Linked DNA regions of Sus scrofa: all the other regions are linked to region 2. A link is a contact called in public Hi-C and HiChIP or PLAC-seq data. All regions are on one chromosome and are shown on one strand. Each heading gives the region's core, a stretch centred on a gene start, on an enhancer-like site or on the middle of the called end of the contact. The rest is flanking DNA. Distances are from core to core; before and after follow the strand shown.

Region 1 (2,850 bases), core at 300-2,799, 100 kb after region 2:
AGAGCAGATAAGTTCCCTGGTTTAGCCAGGCTGCAGGTGGTCTGGAGTTGCTGGGCAAATAGAGAAGCAGGTGGAGGGGAGCAATCACCAACCAGCAGTGTGGGGAGCCATGAGAATGTAGGAGCCAGCAGAGACAGAAGGTCTTGAAGATGCCTGGGGGGAATGAAAGAGTAGAATGAAGGGCTGTGGAGTGTGTGACCCTGGGCTCCCACAGACGAAAGGCTTCCTGGAGGACAAGGGGCAGGTGGTTGCCTGCAAGCTGCACAGGAGTCTGGTTTCTCTGCCAAGAGGGCTGCGTGAAAGTTATTGCCAGGCTAAAACTTCAAGGTGATAGAAGGACCGAGTTTGGGTCTGTGGCTGGGCAGATCCTACTGGGTATTATTCTCATGACCACCCTCCTACTTCTAGTCCACATTTCTGGTCTGCTCTCAGGAACTGCAGAAAGCATTTTCCTTCAGTGTAGGTAACTGAGAAGATTTCATGTTGTGCCCACTTTGAAGGAGAAGTGCTTAAAATAATTCCGTTATTTATCATGGGGCCAATGCTAAAGTGTGTATTTGGATCTGAGAGGCGATACAATGATAACTGACACAATGACTTATTTTCAAAATCTTTAGGACTTTTGAATTGGTAAGACTGGGAGAATCTATGTATGGCCTATAAACCAACCTAACAATTTCAGATTTTATAACGGGTAATAAATATCTTGATCAGCCATTTATGTCCCTTGCAAATATAAACATTCAGAAAGATATAAATCTAAAGTGAAAATCCTACCATTCATTCACCAGAGATAATCACTTTTTAACAGTTCGGTGTCTTTCCTTCCAGACTGCCAGCAAATAAACAAATATATATGATTAATACCAAAAGAATATCATGAAGGGTCTCAAATTTTTTTCTTACTTAATATGTGAAAAAATAAATATACATTTCTTAGCCAATACATAATTTCACCTAATTAAAAAAGTTACAATATGCTGAGAGTTGGGAGTATTATCCCGAACACCATCCTCCATGCGGTCATATTTGGAATTAACCTCCTTCTACCAACCTCTTTCCCCCTACCCCGGGTTCTCTCCAACTCCAGGCTCAAAGTGCTAAATCTTTGTTTTTCACATGCAAGGTCCTCTAATTTCACTTGCATACGTGGAGTCTTCCGAGTCTCAACTTCCACAGCTGGCGATGGGTTGGAGTCTGTCTCACGCTCCGCCGAGAAAATCACAGAGCACCGATTACCGAATCCAAGCCCTCCCAGGACTCCTCCCTCAAGCCACGTGCCAGAGACCTCTCCTCTCCCGGCCGGGACTGGCACGCCCAGTTAACAAACCCTCCCTCGTGCCTGGCCCCGCCCCCTGCCAGGACCACGTGCCGCACCGCCCAACTTCTGGCCCCACCCACCTAGCGGACTCCGCCCACCAGGAACCACGCGGTCTTCCTCGCCCCGGGCTCCGCCCACTGTGAACTCACGCTGCTCGCACCACCCCGGATCCATTCTTGGCTCCACCCTCTTGGCAGAAAGCGCCGCGCGCCTCGAGCTCCGCCCACCTCGACCGGGCCTTCTCACGCCAAGTCCTTGCGCCTCTCCCCGCCCAGAATCCGCCCACCAGAACTTGCTCCACCAAAGCAGAGCTGCCCGCGTCCTCCCACTAAACCCCCCCTACCTTGGCTCCACCCCCCCGCAATCCAGAACGCGCATCTCAAGCTGGGTGCGTTGGAATCCTGCGCCACACGCTGGCCCAGGCTCCGCCTACCGTGCCCTAGGCCCCACCACCCGGGAACACCACGGGCGGTCGATCTCAGGCTCCGCCCACTCCGCCACGAGAACCCGCGCTGCTTGTTGAGCATCGGGCCCTCCCCCGAAGCCCGCCGCCGGGGCTTGTCTCGTCCGTCGGCCTTAGGCCCGTGCCCAGGCCCGCCATGGAGGGGGATGTCCCCGTCGCCGCAGCAGCCCACTACCAGCCGGCCAGCCCCCCGCGGGACGCCTGCGTCTACAACAGCTGCTACTGGTGAGGCGGCGCAGGGGCCAGCCCCCGGCATCTCCCCTGCCCACCCGGCCTGGCGTTGCAGCTGGGCCCCGCCTCTTCCCGGCCCCTCTGGGCCGGGACTGGCGGGTTTTCTGGTTTGAGGGGAGGAGAGAGAGGGAATGGCAGCCCTTGTCCCTTGAGTTGAGCTTGGGTATTTGGGTTGCGGGAGGGTGTGGTGTGTGCGTGGGGGGGGGGGGGCGGAATTCGCCAGGAATGGCAGGGTCGGTAAGTGCACTGCTTCAGCCTGGCGTTTTTCGCTTGGATTTTTCTCAGCGGACCTCAGCGTTTGGGGGGTCCAAGAAGGGGAGGTGGAGATGGAGGCGGAGTGCAGAGGGTCTTTGAATATTATTCTGCTGATAATGAAGGTCATTTTAATTTTGGAAGAGAATGGGGGTGCAAAGTTTTTGCAGTAACATTCCCAAGGTCACCCAGCTAATAGCAGCCAGGAATCCATTTCAGGCCCTGTTATACCAGATACCAAAATCTTAACCACCTAGTACTCATTGTAATAACGGTTAAATTTATACATAACACTTCACATGTGCTAGTCATTGTTCTGAGGCGGTTGCGTAAATGAATTCGTTTGAAACCCACAATTACACTAGGAGGTAGGTACTCTTATCCCCATTTTATTTTATTATTATTATTATTTTTTTTTTTTGCCATTTCTTGGGCTGCTCCCACCGGCATGTGGAGGTTCCCAGGTTAGGGGTCTAATCAGAGCTGTAGCCACCGGCCTATGCCACAGCCGCAGCAAGGCGGGATCCGAGCTGCGTCTGCAACCTACACCACAGCTCACGGCAACGCCTGATCCTCAACCCAC
Region 2 (2,724 bases), core at 133-2,632:
AGTCCCTTTCCCTAGAACTTTGGAGTAAACACACACACGGAAAGGGCATCAGCCAGGGCTCTTCTTTCCTACCATGAGACCCCCTTCCTCTCACAGCTCCCTCCTAGCCCTTCACTCCTCGGAAAGATCTGGAAACCGTTCCCTTTAGGCCCTAAGGCTTGGAGCGGTCCCCAGTCAGCCTCCTCATCTTCCTCCTTAAAGGGACAGATAATATTTACATTTTCTTGAATCAACTTCTCCCAAAGTTCCAGGGCTTCTTCAAAACCTTATATAGTTCTTAAGGTCTCAACTCTGAGACTCGCCCCGAAATGGGTGCCCAGCCTCTCCTGAAGTGGAGGTACAGCCTTTCCCAGACGGGTTTCTCCGAGCTCCAACCGCAATGCCAGTGCGCTCAGCTCCAGCAAGAGATGACTCCCCAGACTCTCAGGGAGACCGAGTCCCCACGAGGCCACACGCCCCCGCAGGGCAGGGCCCGGCTCCCGATCTCCTCCCCAGGGACCCTCGACATTGCTGGTGCGCTCCGTCCCTGCGGCCCCCGCCCCCCCCCTTCTAAGGGAGACCCGGTCCTCACTCCCTTCAATAATCTCAAGTTGCTCGGTCCTCTCGTAGCCGCGGGGGAGGAGAGGGGTGCTGAGATTTCCCCGTACAAGCCCACCCTCAGCCCCTTCCGCGGCCGCAGAGACCCGAGAACGCAAAAGAGGCTCAGGGTCTGTCCCCCGTCGGCGATCCGGCCCAGGCAGGCCAGGTCCCTCCCCCTCGGAAGCCCCGAGCCGGTCAGCCTGGCCACTCGCGGCGCGGAGCGCGCTCAGCCCCCCGGGGTCTCTGCCCTCGGGCCGCCCTCGTCCAACCAGCCCGCGCGCCGCGCGCCTTCCCGGCCCGCCGCACTGGCCGCGGGCTCTGCGCCGCGGGTTCCTACCCGCAGCCCCGGATGCCCGGGGCCGCTCGTCGCGAAGCCCGCTCGCACCGCTACCTGCAGGGGCCGCCGCGCCTCTCAGCGCCCCGCCGCCGCCATCTTGCATTTCAAACCGGCTGCACTTTTCAAGGAGTCAACTCTGACCTGTGAACCCTACACCCGGAACCGCTCGGCGGTCCGGCTCACGGCTTCAGCAGATCCGCAGACTCGGTGGAACGTAAAGTCTGGGGTGGGGGTGCTAGGCCAGGCGCGCGCCCCAGCGGCCGACCCGGGGCGAGAGCGGGGGAGGGGAAGAGCCGGCCGAGGCGGGGCCCTCCCGCGCGCGCGCGCCCTCCGCGCGCCCCCACCCCGCTCTGCGCCACGCTTTCCACTCGCAGACCCTGCTTCTCCCCTGGGGTTCGACCCTGGCCTCCACCCCCGGATTGGCGCAGGGCGAGAGGTAGGGGGCCGCCCCGCCCCTCTGTCAACAGAAGCCCCGCCTTTTCCAAGTCTCGAAGCGGCCACGCCCCTTGCTGGTGTTAGCTCCGCCCGCTATCGGTAGAAGCCTTTTCTTCACTCAGGTCAATCCAGAAGGCAGCCCCGCCTTCTGTCAGTTGTGGCCCCGCCCCCGGGCGCTCCTTCTTCCTAAAGTCACCGCTGGATCCTGAGAAACGCCCCTTGTCATAAGTCCCATTTGGTGGCAGTACTGTCCAAGCCCGCCCCTTTCGTCGGGAGCCCCTCCTACTGTCAATAGAAGTCGGGTCTTTCTGAAACCCTTCGGGATTCTAGCCCGAAGCTCCACCCCCTGTCAGCTGCTGCCCTGCCACCTCTTGCCTCCAACTCCAACATCAAAAGCCGTCCCTCCACCCGCTGATACCAAAAGTTCGATCCAACCTCACTTTGAACCGCGGGGCAAGACGGAGCCACCCTTTGCTCCCCGAAAGCCCTCCCTCTCCCCCTCACGAGTCACTCTTGTGGGGGGCTTTCTTTTCAAGCCGTGGTCGTCAAATACTGAACAGCTTCAATGCGAACCAGCCCTGCAAAGGAGGCCGGCTAAGGACCCAGGCTTTGGGAAAAACTACCCTCCCCATTTCTCTTCGTCCCTTCTCCCCTCCCCACATCATTTTTTACAAGGAAAAAAGTACAGACCAAAGCAAAGGGAAACAAATCACCTTCCAGGCTACTCTTCACAGAATCTCCGGCCAGGACCTGTGGGAACTTTCCGGCGCCTTGATGTTCGTTCCCCGCCCCCACCCCGGGCATGGACCCTCTGCGCTTTAACAGCAGCGCTCCACTGAGCCACATTAATCCTAAAACATGCAGTTGCTTAAAGTGAAAGCCTGATGGTTGAAATCAGTGCACATCGGCTTCTTTTATTTGTTTGTTTTATCTTAGAATACTAGAACTTGTGGAAGCAGAAGCAAGCAAAGCTTAATCTTGCAAACATAGGTGCTCAGTCCTGCCATGCTCAACACTCTGTGTATACAACAAAACTTTAACACCACTTTAACTCTCCTGGAATTAAATTCATTGATAATGTAAACTATCTACAAGAAACTACTGTAATGTTCTGATAACATAAAGGTGAAATAAGTGAAAGTAACTTATTCTAAAATATTAAACTAATATCAAAAATACTAATAAAATACATTTTCCACTATGGAAAAACTCTGGCACCAATATAATTACAGTCCAAAACAGCCCCAACAAAATTTCAGCACGCCCCCTAGGGGGCAGTACTGTGCCCACTGAAAACTGCCTAAGATTTATCTCTGAGGAAAGGAAAAGCTTCTGATACAGAAATTCACTTTTTTTGTTCATGCCTTTAACGA
Region 3 (2,713 bases), core at 87-2,586, 85 kb before region 2:
ATTGCATCACTCAAGGAATTAAAGGCAGTGGGGCGATGAGACAGTGCCGCCCTCGCTAGTACAAGGCTGACGGAGGCACGTTCTAGAAGCACTGTGCAGGCTCAGAGGAGGAGCAATTCCAGCTGTTGGGAATTGTTAGGAAAGCATCCCTCCCGCAGATGGGCAGGAGGAGAGACCTGGAATGCTGAGGAGGATGTGACTAAATTGTGATGGTGGAAGCAAGGACGTAGCCGGGCGGACGGGCTGAACAAAGGCAGGGGACTGGACCTCCCATATGGGTGAGGGCCAGCCACCCACTAGGCCTGGGCACTATTGACATTTAGGGCCAGATAGTGTTTTTTTTTTTTTTTTTTAGGGTCACACCCGTGGCATATGGAGGTTCCCAGGCTAGGGACTGAATCGAAACTGTAGCTGAGACCTACACCACAGCCACAGTCAATGCCAGATCCTTAACCCACTGAGTGAGGTCAGGAATTGAACCTGCATCCTCACAGATACCAGTTGTGTTCATAACCCGCTGAGCCACAACAGAAACTCCCAGGACTGTGCCTTTTTTTTTTATTTTTATTTTTTTGTCTTTTTAGGACCGCACTCACAGCATATGGAGGTTCCCAGGCTAGGGGTCGAATCGGAGCTGTAGCCACTAGCCTACACCACAGCCACAGCAACACCAGATCCGAGCTGCGTCTGTGACCTACACCACAGCTCACGGCAACACCGGATCCTTAACCCACTGAGAGAGGCCAGGGGTCAAACCTGCGTCCTCATGGATGCTAGTCAGATTCGTTTCCACTGAGCCACATCAGGAACTCCCCAGACCATGATTTTAAAAACACTGTTCTACTCCCAGACTGAGCCTCTGGGGCCACAGCTTCCATGGCGCTACAGATGCTTCTAGCATTTTCCTCCCAAAAGAAGATACGGCACAGAGAGACATCTGCCTCTACCATGTACCAGATGTTTGAAGACCTGCCATCCTACTTTCCTGGCTTATTTTCAGGCCCCTGCTCGTATCTCAGTAGCCCTCACCCCTCCAACAGTCTCACACACAGTACGTGTAGCTGCGATGCTCTGCCTGAAGCCTTTCTTGGGCTCCAGGGCTGTGCTTGGTGAGCCCACAGGGCAGGCCGTCAGGGCTGGGGAGCTAGTGTGGCCCCCAGAGCAGCCCTCAACCAACCATCAATAGATTCTGGTAGACGGGTTAAGGATCCAGTGTTGTCACTGCAGTGGCTTGGGCCACTACCGTGGCGAAGTTTTGATCCCTGCCCCAGGAAATCCCACACACCTCAGGCGCAGCCAAAAAAAAAAAAAAAAAAAAAAAAGGAAGAAAAAGAAAATAGAGGCTAGTAGATAAATTCCAAAGCTTTCTCACCCTTTGGATTGGAAAATTTGAGATGTGTGTTCTATACCACCTCCTAGAGGTCCTGGGCAGGACCGAACCTCAGATATTCACAAAGCCAGATGTGAACGTGCAACGACAGTGACCTGCTCCTTACCAGGCCCTGCAGCGGCACCCTGCCCTTCCTCCTTCACGTCTCTGCTCCCCTGTAAGTGCTTCTTGGGATCACTTCCCAGTTAGCTACTCGTACGCAAATCCCCGTCTCAGAGTTTGCTTCTGGAAGAACCCAAAGGCAGCTGGGACTCTAGACCATGCATTCCATGGACACAGCATTGACCATGCCCTGGTCTGGAAAGAAAACACGGCTTCTCCATTCGAGGTTCATCTGCCTCAAACATGCCTGTGGCCACCTGCCCCTCCAACACCAAGACAGACCCATCTCATCGGTCCAGGGCCCCTGGCACAACCGCAGATTCTTCTCAAGACCATATTCAAGCAGCTGCTTCCAGCGGGTGAGCACAGCCCCAGAAATGGAACCTCTCTGGGGGCTCTGTTCCAGTGCAATTGTGGCAAACACAACAGGAGAGAGAGATGGGAGAGAGGACCTTTCCAGAGAATGGGGAAGGCCGGGAGCTTGGGGAGTTACCAAGAGAAAGGAGGAGTGCCTGGTGAACAGTTCTGCCTGGCGGCCATCCAGCTTCCCTTGTCAAAGGAGACAGGATGAAGGCAGATCTCAGGGGCCCCGAAAGGGACATACTTGTCTTTGAACCAATCAGCATCCCAACCGAGGAGCCCTGGAGGGGACCCAAGGCATGGGGGTGATGGTGCTGGGAGAGCCAGGCTGCTTTGTAAATAGGCCCCAGGGTCCTGGGAGAATTGCACAACAAGCTGGAAAGCCGCCCAGGTGAGCTGGGAGGAGAGGAAGTCTCCCAGGCTGAGTGTGCTCAGGCGTGACTGAGCCAGCCCTCCTGGCCCGCGGGCAGGGTGGGTGTCCCCCAAGATAAGCCAACCCCTGGCTGTGGATGGTGATCCTATGAAGCACTGCTCAGGACAGCGGTAAATCACTTCCTTGGAGCTGGTCCTCTTGAATGCTGGCCACACACCAGTGCTGGGAGCGGGTGCTTTCTAGAAGTGCCGGGAGTCCTGTTCCTCCTGGGTGGCGTGGCCTGCTTGCCCTTGACATCAGGAAGAGCTCAGGTGACGGCCACTTCCCCGCAACTCAGGGAGAGGCAGCATGAGCCGGGCAAGGCACGTGGGCAAGATCCAGAAACGCCTGGAGGATGTCAAGAGCCAGTGGGTCCGGCCGGCCAGAGCTGACTTTAGCGACAATGAGAGTGCCCGGCTGGCCACAGATGCCCTTTTGGATGGGGGTCC

The links. Hi-C and Micro-C count contacts between places; a contact is called where the count stands out from the background. HiChIP or PLAC-seq counts read pairs in DNA pulled down with a chosen protein or histone mark.
Region 1: a contact with region 2 is called in a Hi-C map of liver, with 4 times the contacts expected there. The contact joins the promoter of WDYHV1 here to the promoter of ZHX1 in region 2. A contact is called at or near these places in 1 of 5 promoter capture datasets (liver), 10 of 47 Hi-C or Micro-C datasets (heart right ventricle, liver, psoas muscle and 3 more) and 2 of 2 datasets of contacts at active chromatin or transcription factors (alveolar macrophages and skeletal muscle).
Region 3: an H3K27ac HiChIP or PLAC-seq map of skeletal muscle shows a contact between it and region 2. The contact joins the promoter of FAM83A here to the promoter of ZHX1 in region 2. A contact is called at or near these places in 2 of 47 Hi-C or Micro-C datasets (skeletal muscle and subcutaneous adipose tissue) and 1 of 2 datasets of contacts at active chromatin or transcription factors (skeletal muscle).

The regions. Positions count from the first base shown.
Region 1 is chr4:15,997,635-16,000,484 of Sscrofa11.1, reverse strand. WDYHV1 (protein N-terminal glutamine amidohydrolase) reads left to right here and starts at 1,549. Exons shown (of 6, transcript XM_001928505.4): 1 at 1,549-2,009. The coding sequence starts at 1,921.
Region 2 is chr4:16,099,438-16,102,161 of Sscrofa11.1, reverse strand. It overlaps ZHX1 (zinc fingers and homeoboxes protein 1), which reads right to left and starts at 1,382. Exons shown (of 4, transcript XM_013996503.2): 1 at 971-1,382.
Region 3 is chr4:16,184,638-16,187,350 of Sscrofa11.1, reverse strand. FAM83A (protein FAM83A) reads left to right here and starts at 1,336. Exons shown (of 4, transcript XM_001928753.4): 1 at 1,336-2,713. The coding sequence starts at 2,574. The region is part of intron 3 of LOC110260226 (a long non-coding RNA gene); the gene reads right to left.